2 separate regions of the Anser cygnoides genome follow, and region 1 is linked to region 2. A link is a contact called in public Hi-C data. All regions are on one chromosome and are shown on one strand. The core of a region is the stretch at or near the end of the contact, and the rest is flanking DNA. Distances in the headings are between cores, read along the strand shown. Region 1 holds the start of NUDT7 (nudix hydrolase 7). Region 2 holds the start of MAF (MAF bZIP transcription factor).

Region 1 (3,329 bases), core at 364-2,863, 800 kb after region 2:
AAGTCTCATGAAGATCAGAAGAAGTGTGCCTTATCAAGAGCTACACAGAAAAATGTTTATTTTTGCTCACGTTAGGCCTATACGCAACTAAACAACAAACTCTTACTATAAGAAATACATATACACTCATTCGCATAGCATCATGTAGTTCGTGCTATACTTTCAGAATACTTGAAAGTTTTGAATGTTTTTCATCTTGCTTGCAAAAGAGATTGACAGATGAATCAATTTCACTCGTCAAGTTGTTAACACAAGTTAAAAGAACATACATACTTAAATACCATACCTTTACATACATTCTATTAATGGGTTTGTTCATCAAAGGCCAGAAAAAAGCCCATTTACAACATTTTTTAAATCAACTAAGCAACTGTAACTATTAGGGTTTTAAATTCTCTATGCATGACCAAAAGCATCAAATTTTCAGCAAAAATCAAAACACCAAGAGGGCTTTTAAAGATAAAATGCTGGCAAAAGAGTGATGGGAGACACAAAGTGCTGCCTTTCCTATCTAAAAGAAGAGAGTACTATCAAATATTATTTATTACTATTAATTAAATATTAAATGCAGATTCAAAAGTCGCATTGTTAAGAACCACGTACCATTCAGTTTTCTCACTTAAGCCACAACAAACAGCATAACCCCCTCTTTTTCTGACCTGGAAGCCATCTGCTACCACCCCACCGACCGGGGGCTGTCCCCAGGGCACCCATGGGTGCCTTCCACCTACAGGGAGGGCAGAGCACGGACACACACCTGCGGGGCCCGCATGGTGAGCAGCAAGCACAGCCGCCCGGCCCGCACCACCAGCGGCAGCAGCACCGAGGCTTTGGGCAGCGGCAAGCGGGAGAACTTGTCGGCCACATCCAGCTCCCTCAGGCGGCGCCTCGCCTCCCCTTTCGGGCATTCTCTGGAAGCAAACACACACACGCTGCGGCGCCCCGGGGCAAGCCCGGAGGTTGCGACACCGACTCGCAGCCGGCACCTTCCCCTCTCAGCAGGCCCAGGGAGCCCCCCTCAGCCCGCCGCTCCCATCCTTCGTGCTGCGGCACCCCCCTCGCCGGGGCCGGGCTGCGGAGGGCCGCTACCTCCCCTCCGCCTCCTCCTCCGTCTCCGCAGCCGCCATTTTGTCTGCCCCCCCGACAGCGGCCTTTTCCCTTTCCTTCTCCCCGCCCTTCCCCACTGACCGACGGCCGCTCCCTCCAATCAGCGCGCGCGCCCGCCGGGCTCCGCCTTCTGATTGGCAGAGGGCAGGCCGAGCGGCAAATTGGGATTTACCTCAGGGGCGGACGGCCATTTTGTGGCCGGAGGGGGGCGCTGATGGCGGGGCTCGGCCGGGCGGCTGCACGGAGGATCACGGCCGGGGCGGGCGACGACAGCTTCCCAGGCGTGTACTGCCCCGGGCATGGGCAGCTGACACCCGTATCCTCCCGCTGGGAAAAGCAGAAAGCCGGGGGAGGCTCGGCGTCATGCCCCGCCGGACAGCGCCTCCACCCTCTCTCAGAGGGGAGAAGGCGGTGCCGCCCCCCTTCCGTGCTTTGGGTAAGGGCGCTGGTTTTCTCCTCTGCCAGGTGTAAGGAGGTGGTAATGTGACACATGACAGTCCCCAGCCCTCAGGAGCCCCTTGAAAGCACCACTGACCCGTCAGGCTTCTTAGCTGTAGCCTAGGGCTTTGCTAAAAGCTGCGGGGCATCAGCAAAACCTCTTAAGCACAGACTGTTAGCTTAGTGCTTAGGTACACAAAAGCAAAGAAATAAGGTCTCCCAGCCTGTTCCAATCGTTTACTGTAGGAAAGAAACAATGCGGTGTCAGAGAGCATCTCAACGTTGTTGCAGTGTCTGGGCAGTATAACTGCCAGTTCTCATTAGGAGCAAACAGGTGGCTCGCTGAAGTATTTTCATGCGATAATGGTTTATCACCAGTCTTAACAGCTAATAATTTGTTTCCTGAATTTCAACTAAGGTCACAATCGTGTGAGGAACGTGAGACCTCTTCCCTCTGCAAACAATAAAAACAAACAGCACATAAGCTGACATGGAATGTTTAAGTACTAATCTCACTTTAATTACCTTGATGGTTACTTTTTCCACTGTTATCCAGGTGTATATATTTTAAGTAACTACAGTTTTTATACAATATGCATGATGTGTTACTTATTATAGTAAATAAAAACCCAGACGTAATTATATACACATGTGCATGTCCTGGCTCTATTTCCTATGATTCCAATGGAATATAATATCTATTTTACGGCCAACATTTTGTTAAGGTTTCACTGAAACTTAAGCATTCATGTTTCTTAAGCTGTTTCACATATCATTATAGGAAAAATATACAGAGGAGTATCCTTAGGAACATGCAGTTCTTCAGTGAAACAGGCATGAGTAGTAGGTTATCATATTCATCCACACACTGTTACTCCAGAAGTCTGACAGTACTAGCTTTTATATTTCTCTTTGGCTCTCTCTTTCAGAATGCAGATGTGCTAAAAAAAAAAAAAGTGTACAACTTCAATTAATCTGTACCTTTGAAGTAAACACAAGAATTATTTTCAGTTTTATTTCTGGTTGTGTTCTAATATTGGAATTAAGACATTACGCTTTGCGAGTTTGGTTGCAACTTTACTACTTGCTGTAAAATTGAAGTGTTAATATGGCTTCAAATTTCATCTAATTCACAGAGAAATTGTTTATTCCGGAAGAGACCAGTTTTGTTCATCTATCATGCCCTTCTCCACACTGCTTTACAATAATGCAGATTTGTTATGTGTCTTCTACAGAACTGTTTTTTTCTTAAAGACTTTCAAGTGAGACACTTTTCCACTTAGCCATATTTATGAAGATGCTTTTGAACAGTAGGAAGGGGAAAAAAAAAAGATCAACTCTTTCTGTCAGGGTCTGTTTACTACTCAGTGCAGCATAGGGAGACTATAATGGAACAAAGGAAAAAGGTCTTGAGGCACATACTTTACAGTGTGGGAAACACCTTCACACACAGTCCAGTCTACTACCATTTAAAAATTTTTACTAGTGAAATCTTATGCTGCTCTTTTCTAATAGAAACATGAAATCAAAACCAAATTGCAAGTTACTTTCTTTTCAGATGGGGCTAGCAGATTATATGCTGAAAACCATCTCGGAGGATTCAAAATACTTTACAGGAAGGCTGGGCCACAAGACTTGTAGAATAGTTGCATAAAAAGGTAAGGCATGAACAAGTTATCATGCATTTACATTAAACTGCCATCTTGGCATATTAATAATGTTGTCACCCTTTTAATGGAGGCATCAAGTCAGATTTGAAGTTTTATTAATTGACCAGAATCTCT
Region 2 (3,376 bases), core at 199-2,698:
AACTTTACAGGATTGCCTCTGCGATCACTTCTAGATGTAGTTATCTTCCTAAATTTGCAGTATGCCCTACCTTTTTAACTGCCAGGAACAGTACACGCTGTATGACTTTCAGATGTTAGTACTGGCACTCGTACTGATAATGGCATAGTCAGAAGATGTTATCCATTCGTGAATCCACTAGCCAAGTATTATTTCCGAAGCAGAGATTCTTTGGCTATCGCAAATGATGATTTTCACAGTTGGTGAAAAATTACCCAGAGACTTGCCTGCACCTACAAAGTCATACCCCGTGCACGGTTATAAATAGCAAACTCGGAGGGGGAAGGGACCGGGCAAGGGGAGAAGGGAGGATTTGAAGTACAATGTTCAAGAAGCTGGTTTAATATATGACCAAGTGTCAGAAGTCAGGTTTCTGAGAATTACTTTTCAGATAAACAACTTTATAGCACCGCACTTAATCTTACTTACTAGAGACATCTCATTTATCACGGAATTACAAGTAACTTTAATTCTATCGATATTCCCATAAAGCTCGCTCGGCAAAGCGAGCCTGGCAGCTCGACAGGCTGCGGGTTTCCCCGGCGCAAGGGGGGACCGAGGGGGGACCCCAACCGAGCCGAGCCGGGCCGGGCCGGGCCGGGGGGGGCCAGCCCCGACGGCGGGGCCCCGACGGCACGGCTCGGCACGGCCCGGCACGGCTCGGCTCGGCTCCCGCGGCTCGGCGCCGGCCGGGGACGGCCTCGGCACTGACCTTTCGACGAGAGATGGCGCTGTCGAGGTTTGAACGGAGCCGCTCCGCCGCCGCTCGGCACCGCCGGGTGCAGCCCGCTCCGCGCTCGCACGGCTTCCCCCTCCAGCCCCGGCCGGGGGGCACCGGGAGGGGAGGCTAAAGGGAAGACAATTAGTTCGCGATGTATCCCGTTAATTAGCCCGGCCAGGCGGGCCGAGCGCCGGCGGGAGCGGGGCTTGCAAACTTGCAGGGCTTTCGGACCTCTCTGCTGGGGGCGGCCGGGGAACGATCGCGGCCGGCAGCGAGCGGCAAACCCAGGGGGGAGCCGCCGCGGGGGGGGCGGCCCGGGGGTCTCGGTACCGGCACCAGGCACCGGCTGGAGCCCGGCTGCGCTCGGCAGCACCGCCGAGCCCCGCGGAGCCCCGCGGAGCCGCCCCCTCCCTCGGGCAGTCCCCGCACGCCCCCGGGCCAAGTCCCCCCGGTGCCCTCGGGTGCCCGGCCGGCCAGGAGCACCCGGGGGCTCCTCACCCCGGGGCAGAGCAGGGCAGAGCAGGGCAGAGCAGGACAAAGCAAAGCAGGACAAAGCAAGGCAGCGCGGAGCGGAGCGGAGCCGGGCGGGCACCCGACGGCGCGTCCCGGCGGGCGGAGCGGCCCCAGCCCGGTGCCCGGTCCCCGGCGAGCGGGGCGGGCAGGAAGGGGTTACGGCGCTCCCAGCTGACAGTCAGCTGGTTGCGCCCTGATTGACAGCCCCGAAAAGTTTCCTTGTTTCTATACTATTATGCTAATGCCGGCGGCTGCAGGCAGCCCATTGGGCCGCCCGCCCAGCCAATTTGCCATTCGGAGGCTGACGTCAGGAGCGCTATAAAACTCTGCAATGCTTTTAAACTCTCCTGCTGGATGAAACCTTTAAAATATTTTTCATCTTCTTGCCGTAGCTTTGGGGTTGAGTTGTGTTTTTTTTTTTTTTTCTCTCTCTCTCCTTTTTTTTTTTTTTTTTAATGATTGTTATTATTTTGGTTGCGATATCGACTCTGATTTTTTTTTTGTCTTCGGTCTCTTCTCCCTCCTCCTTTCCCCGATGAACCTCTCTCCTCGCTTTGCACTTTGCATGAGAAAGCCCAGAGGAAAGGCACCATGAAGTGTTAAAAATAACCAAACCGAACCTAAAAAAAAAAAAAAGAGATTTACTCGCAACAACACCAGCTAACACTTCCAGCTGCAGTTTGCAAGCTGCAAAAAGAGAGAGAGGAGAGAGAGAGAGAGAGAGAGGAGGAAAAAAAAAAAAAAAAAACCTTTATGCAAAAGGCGAATAGCGAGAGCCCCTCGCTCTGATGCATCAGCAGCAGCGGAGACTCTGCAAGGGATAACGCGGAGCCGGAGCGAGAGCGGCCGGGGCGGAGCGGAGCGGAGCCGGAGCCGAGGCTGCGGCGAGAGGCAGCGGCAGGAGGAGCGGTGCGGAGCGGTGCGGAGCGGTGCGGAGCGGTGCGGAGCGGTGCGGAGCGGAGCTCGCCCGGCAGCAAGCTGGCTCACCCGGCGGCAACTCAGAGCAGTCCCCTCGCTCCCGGAGCGCACCCTTTCTGGAGGACTGTCAGCAGCAAAAGGATGGCATCAGAACTGGCAATGAGCGGCTCCGACCTGCCCACCAGTCCCCTGGCCATGGAATATGTTAATGACTTCGATCTGATGAAGTTTGAAGTGAAAAAGGAGCCGGTGGAGACCGACCGCATTATCAGCCAGTGCGGCCGCTTGATCGCCGGGGGCTCGCTCTCCTCCACCCCGATGAGCACGCCCTGCAGCTCGGTGCCCCCGTCCCCCAGCTTCTCGGCGCCCAGCCCCGGCTCCGGCAGCGACCAGAAGGGCCACCTGGAAGACTACTACTGGATGACGGGCTACCCGCAGCAGCTCAACCCCGAGGCGCTGGGCTTCAGCCCGGAGGACGCGGTGGAGGCGCTCATCAACAGCAGCCACCACCCGCTGCCCGGCGCCTTCGATGGCTATGCTAGAGGGCAGCAGCTGGCCGCGGCCGCCGGCTCCGGGGGCTCGGGGCCGGCCGAGGAGATGGGCTCGGCGGCCGCCGTGGTGTCGGCGGTGATCGCCGCGGCGGCGGCGCAGGGCGGCGCGCCCCACTACCACCACCACCACCACCACCACCCGCACCACGGCGCCGGGGGGCACCCCCACGGCGCGGCGCCGGGCAGCGCGCCGCCTTCCTCCTCCTCCTCCTCCTCCTCCTCCTCCTCCTCGTCGGCCGCCGGCTCCGGAGGCGGCGGCGGCGGCGGCGGCGGCGGCGGCGGGGGCGCCGGGGGGCTGCACCACCCGCACCACGGCGGAGGCGGCCTGCACTTCGACGACCGCTTCTCGGACGAGCAGCTGGTCACCATGTCGGTGCGGGAGCTCAACCGGCAGCTGCGGGGCGTCAGCAAGGAAGAGGTGATCCGGCTGAAGCAGAAGAGGAGGACCCTCAAAAACAGGGGCTATGCCCAGTCCTGCCGCTTCAAGAGGGTCCAGCAGCGGCACGTCCTGGAGTCGGAGAAGAACCAGCTGCTGCAGCAAGTGGAGCACCTAAAGCAGGAGATCTCCAGGCTGGTCCGGGAGAGGGACGCCTACAAGGAAAAGTACGAGAAGCTGGTCAGCAATGGCTTCAGA

The links. A called contact is a pair of places that touch in the nucleus more often than the background predicts.
Region 1: a contact with region 2 is called in a Hi-C map of liver, with 10 times the contacts expected there. The contact joins the promoter of NUDT7 here to the promoter of MAF in region 2. A contact is called at or near these places in 2 of 7 Hi-C or Micro-C datasets (both in liver).

Annotation. Positions count from the first base shown.
Region 1 is chr12:6,879,162-6,882,490 of Taihu_goose_T2T_genome, forward strand. It overlaps NUDT7 (nudix hydrolase 7), which reads right to left and starts at 1,614. Exons shown (of 4, transcript XM_048068914.2): 1 at 1,280-1,614; 2 at 758-911. The coding sequence starts at 1,599. ADAMTS18 (ADAM metallopeptidase with thrombospondin type 1 motif 18) reads left to right here and starts at 1,409. Exons shown (of 29, transcript XM_067004174.1): 1 at 1,409-1,543; 2 at 3,104-3,203. It also overlaps the pseudogene LOC106033262.
Region 2 is chr12:6,079,522-6,082,897 of Taihu_goose_T2T_genome, forward strand. It overlaps MAF (MAF bZIP transcription factor), which reads left to right and starts at 1,449. Exons shown (of 3, transcript XM_048068884.2): 1 at 1,449-3,376. The coding sequence starts at 2,333.